4 separate regions of the Mus musculus genome follow, and regions 1, 3 and 4 are each linked to region 2. The links are chromatin contacts, called in public HiChIP or PLAC-seq and promoter capture Hi-C maps. All regions are on one chromosome and are shown on one strand. The core of a region is the stretch at or near the end of the contact, and the rest is flanking DNA. Distances in the headings are between cores, read along the strand shown.

What was found. Promoter capture Hi-C pulls out the DNA fragments that hold promoters and counts their contacts. HiChIP or PLAC-seq counts read pairs in DNA pulled down with a chosen protein or histone mark.
Region 1: a contact with region 2 is called in a promoter capture Hi-C map of liver, with 2.5 times the contacts expected there. The contact joins the enhancer-like site here to the promoter of Atp6v0a4 in region 2. A contact is called at or near these places in 6 of 39 promoter capture datasets (the C10 cell line, the HPC-7 cell line, hippocampal neurons and 2 more).
Region 3: a contact with region 2 is called in an HNF4G HiChIP or PLAC-seq map of pancreatic cancer cells. The contact joins the enhancer-like site here to the promoter of Atp6v0a4 in region 2. A contact is called at or near these places in 2 of 39 promoter capture datasets (the C10 cell line and embryonic stem cells), 1 of 484 Hi-C or Micro-C datasets (liver), 2 of 115 datasets of contacts at active chromatin or transcription factors (embryonic stem cells and pancreatic cancer cells) and 1 of 9 other capture datasets (liver).
Region 4: a FOXA1 HiChIP or PLAC-seq map of pancreatic cancer cells shows a contact between it and region 2. The contact joins the promoter of Luc7l2 here to the promoter of Atp6v0a4 in region 2. A contact is called at or near these places in 1 of 39 promoter capture datasets (cranial neural crest) and 1 of 115 datasets of contacts at active chromatin or transcription factors (pancreatic cancer cells).

What each region holds. Positions count from the first base shown.
Region 1 is chr6:37,668,982-37,672,534 of GRCm38.p6, forward strand. No RefSeq gene overlaps it. Among named protein-coding and RNA genes, the nearest start is that of Gm38791, 44 kb to the right of the region's middle. Within about 2 kb of position 1,885, at least 14 of the 459 cell types and tissues checked have an H3K27ac peak or open chromatin away from gene starts, as enhancers often do. A contact at or near this core is called in liver, where this site is marked.
Region 2 is chr6:38,122,232-38,126,126 of GRCm38.p6, forward strand. It overlaps Atp6v0a4 (ATPase, H+ transporting, lysosomal V0 subunit A4), which reads right to left and starts at 2,355. Exons shown (of 21, transcript NM_080467.3): 1 at 2,097-2,355. D630045J12Rik (RIKEN cDNA D630045J12 gene) reads right to left here. Exons shown (of 20, transcript NM_194061.3): 20 at 943-3,895.
Region 3 is chr6:37,610,910-37,614,603 of GRCm38.p6, forward strand. No RefSeq gene overlaps it. Among named protein-coding and RNA genes, the nearest start is that of Gm33429, 81 kb to the left of the region's middle. Within about 2 kb of position 2,177, at least 19 of the 459 cell types and tissues checked have an H3K27ac peak or open chromatin away from gene starts, as enhancers often do. A contact at or near this core is called in pancreatic cancer cells, where this site is marked.
Region 4 is chr6:38,549,509-38,553,228 of GRCm38.p6, forward strand. Luc7l2 (LUC7-like 2 (S. cerevisiae)) reads left to right here and starts at 1,826. Exons shown (of 10, transcript NM_138680.3): 1 at 1,826-2,400. The coding sequence starts at 2,340.

The DNA of each region.
Region 1 (3,553 bases), core at 635-3,134, 450 kb before region 2:
TTTTTGCTCCCAGGACCACGTTCTACAACACAAGGTCATTTGTCTACACTTAGCATCTCCCCTTAGGACACAAGAGCTCTGGTAAGATCTAGGCTATCATCTCTTGTTTTGGTTCCTCTGGGAACTGAGGGGAGGCTAAAGAAAAGACTGATTAAATGGATTCAGATTTCTGATACAAATCATTAGCTAAACTAGCAGCTAGCAAACTGTGAATTGATTCAAGCTCTGAGCCTGGAAATCTAAAAGGTCTTTTGGAGGGGCTTAGGGATTGCAGTTTAGCAGACACAGGTTCAGACATCAGTGATGAGTGTGACAAAGGAGACAGACAACGTCTGGGATCAGATAGGCCTGAAGTACTAATTCATTGCAAAAATTCTTTCTTTCAAAATGAGACTTCTATGGGGGTTAAAAAAAATAACAGGGGTGGGAAATAAACTAAAAACGGTGTGTTTCCAATACCAACATGCTCAGATAGGCAGAAGTTAACCAGGTACTAGGTCCTGGCTCCAGAGTTACCTCTTTCCCTAGAGCCTTTAGTTTATCTTAGAGTGGAAAATTACAGTTGGTTCTAGGCTGAGGCCAGTAAAATACCAGGGAGGGACTCTCCACCCCCAGGATATACATTACATAAGGCTCAGTGTCCTTGGAATGTGGGAGAAAACAAAATGTCATTGAAATGAATAAGACCAAGGAACTTAGGCAGGAGAGTATACCAGGGAAGACCAACCTACTCAGCCTATGGGAAGAGGGAGCAGGGATTTGCAATTAGGGCTATCAAAACGAATGTTTGACCACCTTGCAGGTTGACAAAATAAATTCTGCTTTGGCTACTTTGAGTCTTTGGTGCTCCTTATTAAGAAGTAGTTTTAAAAAGACAAAACAACTATTTTTATATATTTGATTAACATAAGCTTTTAAAATTCTATTTACTCTACTTTATTTATTTTTGAGACAGTGTCTCTCAATATAGCCCTGACTGTCTTAGCACTCACTATGTAGACCTCAAAGAACCATCTGCCTCTGTCTCCCAAGTGCTGGGATTAAAGGTGTGTGCTGCCACTACCATGCCTGGCAGCTTTTTAATGTAATATAGCTTAGATTGTCAATTTAATAATTCATGCTCACTGGTTCCTATTTAAGAGTGTTTTCCTGGTCATAAAGATTCATGCCGGGCGTGGTGGTGCACGCCTTTAATCCCAGCACCCTGGAGGCAGAGGCAGGCAGATTTCTGAGTTTGAGGCCAGCCTGGTCTACAAAGTGAGTTCCAGGACAGCCAGGGCTACACAGAGAGACCCTATCTTAAAAAAAACAAACAAACAAACAAAACAAAAACAAAAAAAGATTAAGATTCACACTTATACTTTTATTTTCAGGATTAGGGGGAGAGGGGCCTCATGTAGCCTAGGATAGCCTCGAACTCACTATGAAGCAGATGATGACCCTTCTTCTTCTATCTCCTAAATACTGGGATTATGGGTATGATTACCATGTTTAGCTCTGCTCAGCCCATCTCTTTTTTAAAGTGCTTGTGTGTGTGTGTGTGTGTGTGTGAACATGTGAACACACGCCACAGCACACAGTGGAAGTCAGAGGACACACAACTTTCAAGAGTCAATTCTCTCCTTTCACCATAGGTTCTGGGGTTTGAACTCAAGTCAGCAGACTTTTACAGGAAGTTTTCACTCACTGAACCATTCTGCCACCCCAAGCTTCTGAAACTGGATGTCAGGACCCATAACTCAATGTAGGATCATAAAAAAACTTGTCAAGAGTAAAAAATCTCTTAATAAACAATTACCAGATAATGAATCCAAGGAACGGGTAGAGCTTCACTGTCACCATAGCATTGCTTCTGACACACATGGACTCTGGACTGCATGCCTCCAACCAATGAACACTGCCTGATGTTACCTGGCACCACGAAAATAAACAAAACATTTGGCTGTGCAAAAGCCCTTGATGAGATAATGAAATCCAAGTCTGGAACAAGTTTTCTTAATCACCTAACAACCTGTGTTACGTTAGTTGGTGTTCTATTGCCAGGAAGAGACACCATGTCCACAGCAACTCTTATAAAAGAAAGCATTTAACTAGGGCTGGCTTATAGTTTCAGAGGTTTAGCTCATTATCATCATGGTGGAAAGCACAGTGGCTCACAAAGTACTGGAAAAGTGTCTCAGATTTCTACATCTGGATAAAGAGGTATCAGGAAGTGGGACATTCCAGGCTTTGGATAGACATTTTGAAACCTCAAATCCTATCCAGAGTGACACACTTTCTAATCCTTCTAATCTTTCAATCCAACAAAGCCACATCTCCTAATCCTTCTAATTCTTTCAAATAGTGCAACTCCCTGGTAACGACGTATTCAATTCTATGAGTTTTTGAGGGTCATTCTCATTCAAACCACCACACCACATTTTCCCTCGTCTACCACAAAGGTATGTATGCTGGTATGGATGGGAATGGCTTCCATAGACTTATGTGTTTGAATACATGGCTCATAAGGACTGGCACTATTAGGACAGTGGCCTTGTTGGAGGAAGTGGGTTACTGTGTGGGCAGGCTTTAAGGTCTCATATGCTCAAGCTATGCCTAGTGCAGCACACAGTTTCCTTCTGCTGCCTGAAGATCAAAATGAAGAACTCTCAGCTCCTTTACCAGCAGCAAATCTGCCTGCACACCACCATATTTCCCACTATGGTGATAATGGACTAAACCTTCAAACTGCAAACCAGTTCCAGTTAAATGTTTTTCTTTATAAGAGTTGCAATGGTCATGGTGTCTCTTTACAACAATAGAGCCAATGTGTGTGGAGTGGGGCACATGAAAACTTGATTCATAGTTTATTTAGTTAAATTTGAAATTGGAACTGTGTGGTGGTTTGAATATGTTTGTCCCAAGGACTTGCACTACTAGAAGGTGCAACCTGGTTGGAGTAGGTGTATCTTTGTTGGAGGAAGAGTATCACTGTGCAGGTGGGGGTTGAGACCCTCCTCCTAGCTGCCCATAAGACAATCTGCTCCTGGTTTACTTTCAGTGAAGATGAAGAGCTCTCAGCTCCTCCAGCACTATGTCTGCCTGCATGCTGTCATGCTTCCTGTCATGATGATAATGGACTAAACCTCTGAAAGTATAAGCCAGCCTGTGATGGTTTGAAAATGCTTGGGTACAGGGTGTAGCACTACTAGGAGGTATAACCTTGTTGGAAGAAGTGTGTTATTGTGGGCATGGGCATTGAGGCCCTCCTCCTAGCTCCCTGGAAGTCAATCTTCTGTCTGTCTTTGGATGAAGATGCAGAACTCTAAGCTCCTCCTGTGTCATGTCTGCCTGAATGCTGCCATGCTCCTGCCTTGATGATGATGGTCTGAACCTCTGAACCTGTAAGCCAGCCCCAACTAAATGGTGTCCTTATAAAAGTTGCCTTGGTCATGGTATCTGTTCACAGCAGTAAAACCTTAAGACACAGCCCCAGTTAAATGTTGTTCTTTATAAAAGTTGGTCATGTGTGTCTCTTCACAACAATGGAAACCTTAACTGAGATAAATTGATA
Region 2 (3,895 bases), core at 1,105-3,604:
CCCTTTTGGTCATTCTTGTTTGGTGGCCCCAAGCATGCTAAGCACAGGCAGCTCCTATTAACTTTAAATTTTTTGATACATGACCTCAATATGTTGGCTACACTAGCCTCAAACTCATGGTCCTCCTGCCTCAGCCTCCAGAATGCCAGGATTAAAGGTTTGTGCTACTGTACCTGGCTGAACTCATCTTAAGATTTTCTCCGAGCCTTGAAACTGGTAGCTCTGCTGTCACTGTGAGCAGGAGCCATGCCCTCACAGCAGCGTGGCGGGTCCCAGTCATACAGAACAGGTCATGCACAAGGCAGGACTGCAAGAGACATGGCAGTATCCTGTTGTCTACCCCAGCTGTCTAGCATTGTCTACCTGACAAGATTAGTTTGTTGGCACGTTTTAAAACACAGCTGTGAATGACAGGGTTCCAGGATCTTTTCCACAGCTTCCCCATTCGCAAGGTCTTTTATACAAAGCTGTCCATGTTTGTGGCCCCTAGGATTCCGTGTTTTTCTTAGTTACTGGGGTCCTCTGTTTTCTGCGTTCTTCTGCTCTCAGGTTGTCAGGGAGTTTCGTTTTCTTGGGTTTCAAAAATAACCCCTTGTTTGCCCTCTTAATTGTCTTTTCAAGGTGGAATGACCTTTGCCCTTCTCATTTGCCTTTTTACACCACAGTGTCCTATCTTTTCACTGTGCTGGCATCTGCTCTAAGGGCACACCAGCCGAGCCACTGGACAGCAGCAAGCGGGCATGGTACCACTGCTGCAAGTGGGGACAGTTCTGCCAGCTCCCAGGAATGGAATGCTGTGAACTGAAGTCCTTGGAGAACCACACTAGGTATTCTTAGCAGGCACTCAAAACCAGAGAACCAAAGGTCACCTCAGCATAAAAAACCACCACTGACAAACTACAAAGCCACCGTGTTCCCAAGGAATGAACCACAAAGAACAGCTTCCACACCGATTCGTAGCATTTATTGACATTTCCATTTTAAAATCCTAGGAAAGCTGTAAAAATTGTAAACATGGGAACCAAACACTTGCATAAATTATTTCCAAACTCTACAGCACATTAGAAAACAGTGCAGCTAATTGAAGGGTAGAAACGTAACTGACAAACAGAAGGGCAGGCTCAGTCACTAAATCACACACCCATACCAGGCTTTAAGTGCCCGTTTGAGATCAGCAAACCGTGATTGTCAAGTTGCAGTCTTGATGCCACAGGTGGCCCAATTCCTTCTGCGGTTTTGTATAGTAACACGAATCGCCTAGCACGAGGGTGCAGAAAGTCAGAGCATGGACCTCAACCGAGTCAGAGACAAGCTGGCATCCTGGAGCAGCCTGGCAGAGCAAGCTTCCCTGATAACCCTACTCCTGTCTCCCTCCTCTCTGCTCCACAGTGCGCTGTGCAGAGATGGGAGCAAAGCCCAGAGCCTTTCTCTTAACCGTTTCAGAACCAGCGCCCTGGTGCTCGGCATGACTGAGTTAATGACCAGAACTCTTGGTTCCTCTAGCACCTCCTGTTTCTTTCCTTACCACCGTGACAGAACTTTAAAGTCTGGCTTTAACTTAGCCCTGTAACGGCGCATTTGGGAGTCAAGTCATGAGTACTTGATATCTGGTGGGCATGAGAAAAGACATCGGTGATCCTCCATGTAATCCCTGGAAGTGGCCCTGGAGCAGGGAAACACAGGAGGAGGCAAAGCAGGCAGCCTGCATTGTGACCTGTCCAGTGGGACACCAACCTGGGAGGAGCATATCAGACACAGACATTCATTGCTCCCCTTGCGTCCTGGCTGGCTCTCAACCGTGTTCCCAAAGGCATTTACTATTCTCTTTCTACACGTCAATGCTGCTGTGTGTTCTTAAGATAATTGCTGAGTGTCCTGTTACACACACAGGCGTGAATTAACACTGTACCGTGACGTTTCAGTTTTCAAGTCTTTTTAACATGGACAAAAGAATTCCAGTTTAGACACCCACAATCACCACCAACCCCTTCCAGCACCCTCCCCCACAAAATAAGCCACCTGAAATGTGCCCGTTCTTGTTTACGAGGTGATGAGTGTAAGCCTATATACTTCATGGGAAGTAGAAACCCTCTCACCTGTTCCAGGAATGCCTGCAATGGGCTGGACTAAATGACGACGTTCAGTGGACTGTCCCACACAGACGTATTTGTGCTCATGGGTGTAGAAGCAGCCTTCCTTGTACTCCCACCTGGACCAGATGTGGACAAGCAGGCTCTGATGACTTTGGAGGTAGAAATGACATGGCGAGGACTCTGCTAGTGGGAAACTTAGTGTGTACTATGACAGGAACACTCTGTCCTGCTCCTAGAACCTTGACCCAACATCTTTCTAAGTGTCTGATTCCCACCTAAGAATCCAGGATGAAAGGGCCAAGGGAGGCCTAAGGAATGATTAACTTGTGAAGTCCTGCCAACGTAGACTAGTGTCCTGGGGACTGGCTTGGTTACTGGAACACTCACCAAGATCTGAAATAGCAGTGAACACTCTGTATACAAGAAAGCAGGGAATTACTGGTTTTGGCTGGAAGCCTTCCAGGCACACTTGCACCTGTGCTTTGGGTCACTGGCCTCATGCCTTCAAAAATTCTGCTTGGCAAAATCCTACTGCTTAAAAGTCACGTGCCATCAAAATCAACACAAACTCCGAAAGTAAATTAAAAACTGGAGGAAAAAATGGAGGTATAGATGATGAAGCCCGATGTAACTTATCCACAACCTGCTGTAACCAAGGAGGCTCAAGGTCTGCTATAAGCTAAGCTCTGCAAGGCCCAGCTTAGCACCACTCAAGTACTTTAGAGCAGACATCAGCAGTTCCTGGTACTCTGACCTCCCTTTCCCCACACCAGGGCTCTTGCTCAGCGGATCTTCACCAGCCTGGACATTTGCTAGCTCTGTTACTAGACAGGTTCCCTCCCAACACTATTTCTTCTTAAGACCGAAGTCACTTGGACAAAAGACCCAATTCCTAAACCCTTCCCCTGGACAACTGTGAGGCTTATCTAGCGCTGTGGCTTGGGTAACATCAAAGTGGCTTCTGCAGCTGGCTTCTGCCCTAAAGACTCATCAATCCCAAACATGTAATTTCTTTGACTTCTGAATATTCAACACACCTGTGCCTTTTGCATTTTATGGGTATCTAAGCCACCCTGCTTATCTATAGCATCCATCTTTTATACCTGTCTGTACTATCCAGCTTAGATTCTAAAATCTCTTGGAAGTCAGGACTCATGTCTGCTGACTCATCTAGTGTCAGGAAGTTGGGAGCAAAAAAAGAAAAAAAAAAAAAAAAGATGCTTCACAGGTGACCTCTGAAACTGACAGAGGACCTGGTAAGTTTGAAACAACACAGCAGTAGGAGGAGTCACATGGGGCTTTGCTCTCATTTGTCTTGCTCTGATTACTGATGGGTGAACCCAGCCACTGGTAGATCACACATCACCCATGGCAGGACATCTACACAGAAAGCCTCTGACATGCTCACAGTGACCGAGGCGCCCTCCTCAAGGGTTGTTTTCAAGTAGGATCACACCTGATTTTTAGAAGCAGAGATCATATGAGGTGTCAGGTCGGGGAGGTTATGGTCTTGTTAACAAGAATGACATACAGAAGGAATCGGACACATGAAATCAGCAACAAAGGAGACTGCAAAAAAGCACTTCTCCAAGCACTCTGTCCTAAAAATGCTGACTTAAATTTGCAGTTTGTGTTTCTCAACAGAACTTCTAAAATTAGAAGGAAAGGACAGACATTAAACTTAACTTTCATTTTGGAGCACTTTAATAATTAATACATGTTGAGGACGACGTTTTTTAGGGGAGCACACTGGATGATTGACTGGACGCCTGCAGGACGTGGCATGTTTCACAGCAGTTTAA
Region 3 (3,694 bases), core at 927-3,426, 510 kb before region 2:
TGAGTCCGTGGTCCTGTTGCAGTCTTTGTGGACTGTGTTACTACCAAAATAGATTTTCCTGTTCTTTGCCCTTTTTAATTTGGGTGGACTAAAGGAGTGGGGCGGGCATGTTTGGTTCCGTGGTCCTGATGCGACCGGGGCAGTTGATGTCAGTGGCAGCGTTGTGTTGATGCTGCGGGCCGTGCAAATATCCATAGACTGTGCTGCTGCCTGAAGCCATGTTGATGTCCACTGGCTATGATAAGGGGCTTGGGAGGATGTCTGGGTCCATGATCCTGCTGCAGCCAGGGCCGAATTGATTTCCATGGCCTGTGTTAACACCAAAAGCTACGCCAATGCCCATGATCTGTGCTGCCATTTGAAGCCGTGTTGATGACTAGGGGGTCAGGCTGTCACCAGTGACTGAGTTATTGCCCATGGCCCATACTGCCGCTGGCGACCCGTGTGTCTGTGGCACATGCCACATGTCAGAGGCCATGGTCCATGGACCATGCTGTAGACAGAAACCATGTGGAACCACCACATGGGTGCTCATCTCTCATATTTGGTTCTGGAGTAAACAGAGCCCCATGCCTCTGCTTACAAAGGTAATTACGAAGGACGGCTGTACGCTCACAGTTGAAAAAAAAGAGCCATAGAAGGCTTCTGTGAGAACACCCCTATTCCTCCACCTCTTCACTGCCTCCCCCACCCCAAGCAGTATCTTAGACAGGAAGCTATTGACGAGAACTATTAAAAGTTGTGATAAAGATGATGAAGTGGGGTTAGGGGTGGAGAAGGACTCACTGTTTTTTAAGGGGCTGGCCACTAGGGGTTTGACCATGCTCCAGTGAGTATATGGACAACACAAATTAGACTTTTCTTCCTTCCTTCCTTCCTTCCTTCCTTCCTTCCTTCCTTCCTTCCTTCCTTCCTTCCTTCCCTCCCTCCCTCCCTCCCTCCCTCCCTCCCTCCCTCCCTCCTTCCTTCCTTCCTTTCTTTTTTGTGGAGAGGAGGAAGACCACCAGGGGTGGTGGACCTGGGAGGCCTGAGAAGTAAGGGTAATCAGGTGCATTATGTGAAATTCCCAAACAATCAACAACAACAAAAATTAGGTGGAAAAAGAAGAAAGTTTACTCCAGAACCAAATATGAGAGATGAGCACCCGTGTGGTGGTTTGAATAAGAATGGCCTCCATGAGGTGGCTGTTTAGTGCCCAGTTTGTGGAACTGCTGAAGAAGGGTTAGGAGGTGTACCCTTATTGGAAGAGGCCTGTCATGGAGGCCTCATGCCAGGCCCAGTCTCCCTCTCTGCCTGCTGCTAATGGATCAGATAGAAACTCTCAGCTACTCCTGAAGCAGCTCAACGGCCAGCTGGCTGCCATGTTCCACACCATGATAGCCGTGGACTAATCCTTGAAAATGTAAGCAAGCGCCCAGTTAAATGCTTTCTTTTATAAGCTGCCTTGGTCATAACGTCTCTTCAAGGCAACAGAATGATAATTAAGACAGCAAGGGAACACAGATTTAGGTTACCCCAAATTCAAGTTTCCAACATGGAAGCAGTCTTAGGAAGTTTTTTATAGTAACAGAACAACAACAACAACAGAAAAATCATAATCCAAGGCACTTTTCAAATTGATTGGTAGAAATATCAAAGAAGCAGTTTATAGCCAAGAAAGAAGTTCAGAGGCATGCTGTCTGGTGAGATGCTTAGCTCCTGGGTAGGTAGAAACTAATGGTCAGCTAAGGGAATGCATTCCAAGGGGTTTTTATCTATTAGTCCTGGGATGTTAGGTCACATGCAGAAGTGGGCCAAGAATGTCTATTTATGGGGCTAAAGACAGGCCAAGATAAATTGCAACTCAGTCCTTGACCTGCACTATTCTAATCTCTCTGTGGTTTCTGGAAGCTCTAATCAACCCAGCAGAAGAATCAATTGGAGATTTCTGGGAACTTTCCTTCACACACACACACACACACACACACACACACACACACACGCTCACTGGTCTCTCGACCTTTAGGGATTCTCCTGGTTCTACCACTCAGTAGCACGTTACTGCAGCCAGCTCTGTGTGGGTTCTGGAAATCCAAACCCAGGTCCTCGTGCTTGGGTGGCAAGTGCTCTACTCTAAGCCATTTACCTCTAAGTCCACACCTCATAAGTGTCAGCATGTGTTTGTTATGTCATTCAACAACAACATGAGTAAATGGGGCGGGGTGTTCCTGACAGTTTGCTCCCAGGGCAGGTTTAGATTTACCAAACACGGTGGTGTTTGCCTTAATCATAGCTTAAATTGACCTTCCCAGTCTCTGCATTTACCAGGAGTTACTCACAAGCCAGAAGCTGCTGGCTCAGAGGACTAACCCCAGGCTTGCCTACCTCTCTAATACGTTCAGATACGTTGACTTATAGACCTCCATTCTTGACATTATTTTTGTCTATGTCCATCTGTGACTAAATTCCACTCCTTGTATAAGAACACCAGTCTAAGATTAGAGTGCTGGGTACAATATGACCTCTTCTATCCCAAAGTCCCAGAGATCCTAAGATATTTCTTCTCTGACCATATTCACACCAGGGGTAAAGGCGTGGCATCAACGTATGGTTTTAGGAGATGCAGTTCAACCCGCACTTCCCCAGCTAGTCAATCACTCTGTTCCAGCACACTTCTCCCTTCTGTGTCCTTCTAACCTTCAACTTAGTCTGCTTCACTGAAGTCAAACTATGCTATTCTCAATAGAACTATACTCGGAAACACTTCTTTTGAATACAAACAACCTAGACTCATAATGTCCGAGGAAAACCACATATCCAAGGGTGCCGGCCTAGTTCCTCTGAGAAGGAAGTGTTTGATAGCTGCCTATCAGATTTGATCTCTGAATGGTCTAATGAGCCCAGTACTTGAACGTCAAAAGAATAAAATCGTGCGAGTGAAGGAAGCATAGAGTTTGTGACCAGAAAACCCAATTATAGCACAGCTACTCAGGGAAAAACTGGGACCAACACAGCTCTAGCAAATCTAGTGTGTATCGTCTGCATGATGCCCCAGCTTAAAGCTCCACCAACGACCCAAATTTAATTCCCACCCTTAAGGCAGTCCTAGAGTACACCCAAAACTATGTCTTTGATTAAATGGAAATTCTTGGGAATAAGGAAGAAGAGGAAGAAGAGGAGGTAAGAAAATAGGAAATGGGGGGAATAGAAAAGAATCCCTCTTAACCATCATTAAACAGACATGGGAGTTGGGAGTGTGGTCCCTGAGACAAACCATGGGAAGACAGTCATTGGCAGTTCCAGTCTGGTTTTAAGCTATTTTGGCTGTTACTGGGTAAGTCATAAGGCCCATAGTGAATTCCCAGGCTTTTGCATTTAAATGGGAGTAGACAGTACATGGCTTTCACTTCAGTGCATTGGGTTGGTCATGTGTTATGATTAGTTCATGCTTGACCCTCCTGGGGAATGTTTTCAGAATGACAGAACATTTCATTCTCAGAGATGTCTCTGGGGTTCAAGGAGATCTAATCTGCATATTTACAGGGCCTCTGGTGACCTAGCCAGCAGCTTAAGATGGCTCCTTCTCTTTTGTAGGAGGGCTGTTATTGTTACTCCAGCTGCACTTGGGTAATGACGCCCACCTTTGCACTCTAAACATAGAATGAGAGAGCAATTAATAGAATTTAATCACAGCAAAAGAAAACCCTACTTTAAA
Region 4 (3,720 bases), core at 576-3,075, 430 kb after region 2:
CGAAAGGGTGATGGGATCCAAAGACTTTTAACTTCTAAGACTCTCCAGCTCCCATTGTACAACAATTTTCAAAGGATCTCTGCAAGTAGTTGTTTGGAATTGTTTAGAATTTAGTTTTTGAACCAGACATTGTGGCACATGCCTAAATCTAGAGTAGCTGAGGTAGGATGACAAGTTTCCGGGCAGTTAGAGCTACACAGTTTAAGGAATAAATCATTTGGTCCTTTGTTAGTGTGAGCTGCAATTAGCTAAAGCTGGTTATGGAATCACGGATAAATAGGAGACACTAGGCCCTATGATCCCTACTTGGCAGCTGGCTGCTTGTTTAGGCCCTTGCTATTGATCCTAGGGTTGAAATGTAGCAGGCAGTCGTCTATACAGCTGGGCTCACAAATGGAAGAGGAGCAGGTGCCCACCTTGGGCTTCAAGCACTTCACTGGGTAATATTTGTGTCTTGAACCAGAAGGCTGAGGAATTTGGAGAGAGGGTAATGTTAAAAATTGGGAAGAAGCTGGGTGTGGTGGCGCACGCCTTTAATCCCAGCACTTGGGAGGCAGAGGCAGGTGGATTTCTGAGTTCGAGGCCAGCCTGGTCTACAGAGTGAGTTCCAGGCTACACAGAGAAACCCTGTCTCGAAAAAACCAAAAGTTGGGAAGAAAAAGTGGAGAGAGACGACATGTAATTAAAAAAACAAACAAAAACCCAAACAACAACTAAACAGTTTTATGCTAAGTTGGCAGCTCAGTTTGTCTTTTGTGTCAGGGTGATGCCTAACTTCTGCAGAGGTGAAAAATGTCTCCATTCCTAACCTATGCTGAGTCTCCGGTATTCTCACTTTTTAAGGCTATTTTTCTCATAACATTGACACCCTGTCTCAAAAACAGTACTCTGAATAATTGTGTTTTTTTTTTTTTTTGGCAAGTTGCTGACTAGATAACGTAATTTGCATCGGCTCAGTGCCTAGTTAAACCTTGGAATTGTGATGATTCTTTCATATGATTTTAATATGAAGCTGGCGCTAGTTTGAAGTTTTAGTTCCTCAATGCATGGGCAATTATAATGAAACGGCAAAAAATATCCATAATTTCCCAGTTATTATCTAAAGTTGCGACGTTTCAGCTTAAAAGACTCGCCAGTTTTTTTTTCCTTTTCGAAAACCGGTAAGCAGCCGTGGCCTAAGTATTTCCCGTTGGCTCACTCTGGCCTCAGCCCCACCAGCCTTGAGATTAAGAAATCAACTACGGTTGGAAGGTCGCAGTCAGCAGGGCGTGGGAGTGCAGGGCGACAGTCAGCCAAGAACCCCACGGAAACGCTGCTCTGCATTATGGCCTGTCCCAAGCTCTCACTTTGCCCAGCTCCGAATTCAGACTAGCAGCTTCCAGCTGTCCTAAACGTAGCAGAAGGGGTCGGGAGGCCTGATTTCCACTGTGTTGATTTCGCGGTTTGTTTGCTTTTTCTTTTTCCTGAACCTGACATGTCCCGAACTCGGGCACTGATGAGGGGCAGTGGCCTGAGGATAAGGTTAGGTGTCCTCCGCTCGGGCTCGGGGCTCCCACGGGCTTGCGATTCCGCCAGCATCCGTCGGGAAAGCACTAACCCTGAGAACTTCTGTCGCACTACTTACTGCGACTCGCTCTAAGCTCGGCACTGGCTAATTTGCGGCTGGACGCCAGGGCGGCAAACAGCAAAGGCCTAAGTGACCTGCTGCTTAGACGCCCGGGGCCGAAGAGGCTTCGGAGTAGGCTAAAAAAAAAAAAAAAAAAAAAAAAAAAAAGAGCATCATTCTCGCGAGACTCAGCCTCCGAGAGGGGCGGGGTGAGCAGACGTGAACGCGCTCGGGAGCCGTTAGGGTGGGACCCTTCGTAGGAGGGGCAGGGCGGAGCGCAGCGACGTGGATGGCGATTGGCCGAACCCCCACGGGAAACGACTAGGCGCGAGCTGCGTGCGCGCTCCCGTCGCGGCGGCTGCGAGCCGCGTCAGAGCTCGCTTGCTGGGGGGGGGGGTTGACGGCTTCTGGCGGGTGTTGGTGTCGGGAGGAGGCGAGAGTCGGCTTAGCCTGTGTCGCGTCTGTCTCAGGAACCGGACGGAGAGTGAGGGCACCAGGGCTCACTCTCTAGGGGGGCTGCCATTTTCCGCGTTCACGCCGTCGTGAGGAGCGCAGCCCGGACTCTCCACGACCCCTCCGACTCCCTACTCGCGGGCCTCGAGGCCGCGGCGGCCACCGAGACAGCGCCGCACCTCCCCCACCCCTTCCCCTCGTCCCCCGCCCGCCAGGGCCCGGCCGGTGCCCCACCCCCGCCTGCCTGCCCGCCCGACCGCCCGCCCGCTACGCCGCCGCCATGTCGGCGCAGGCCCAGATGCGCGCTATGCTGGACCAGTTAATGGGCACCTCTCGGGACGGTAAGTCGCTGCCAGAGCCCTGGGGGTGGGGGAGGGGCCGTGCCTGGGGAGGGGGAGGCCTCCGAGGGAGCACTTGGGCGCGCGCGTGCGGCCGAGTAAGGGGTTCCCAGATTGGTAGCGCGAGGTCCCCCCCGTCTCTCTTCCAGTCCAATCAGGGCTTGGCAGGCGGTCTTGGGGGCGGTGACCGTGCGGATTGGCGGGAACTGCTGCCAATGCGGCGAGGCGGGGCCTGGGAGCAGAAAGGGGAGTTTGTGCCTTTTGCTGTTGACTTGGCGGGGTTGGGAGAGCCCAAGTCTGTCTTGGAGTAGTGGGGCGGTCAGTTTGACTATTGATCAGGGACCGGCGGGGCGCTCAGGTCTCCACCCCCAGCTCCAGCTCCTTTCCTCTGGGCTTTCGGATCACCCCTCGCCGCCGTCCTCTAGAGTGTGGAGAGAAACATCCCCTCCCTCCCTGGTCTTAACGAAACCACTACTAACCCCCAGTTCCAGGGACGCTTCGTCGAGCCCTTACAGAATCAACTTTTTTTTTTCGTGTGTGTGGAAAATCTGACCCAAACCATGGTTTCTTAAAGTGGGTGTGTTTGGCCCCATTTTGTAGAAGTGTTTAGGCCTATTTTTTTTTCCCACCGAGAGACCTCCATTTTGTTAGACCACGTATTAGAGACTTCAGTAAATATTGGCAAATTTTACCTGTGCTGAAAACAGAATCATTTTGGATATTTGATGCCCACTGAATTAGAATTGAAGGAAAGGGCTTTTAAAAATACAGTTAGATTAGAATCCTTAGAAAGAGTTATTTACGTGTTTGTTTCTAAAAATGATGAAATGTTGCTTTTGGGGGATAATTAACAATGTACTTTCAAATTAAAGTTCAGCACTTTCTTAAAAAAAAAAAAAAACAAGTCCAAATCCTGACTTGTAAAAACTCGTTTAGGCAAGTTTTTTAGCGATTTAAATGCTTTTTTTTTTTTTTTTTTTTTTTTTTTGGACAAGTTTGGCTTACAAGAAAAGACGTACATAAATTTAGCTTAATTGTAAATCCTGTTGAATTTTCTTGAGTTCTTTGCGGAAAATATGGGAGAAGATAGAACCTATTTCAAATCTTTTTTAGCAATACTTAATACAGCTTTCAGTGTAAGGTTAAGTCCTAATAAAAACCCACTGGAAATTTTTCTTAAAGATAGATACAGGTGGATAACAGATTTATTGTATAGAGAGGAGGGAAAAAATGGAAAGAAAATAAGATTTATTTGTGAGTAGTAAGTAATCCCTTGAAAGTTAAGTAATTAAAAACACCACTGGAATAACCTAACCTTTCATG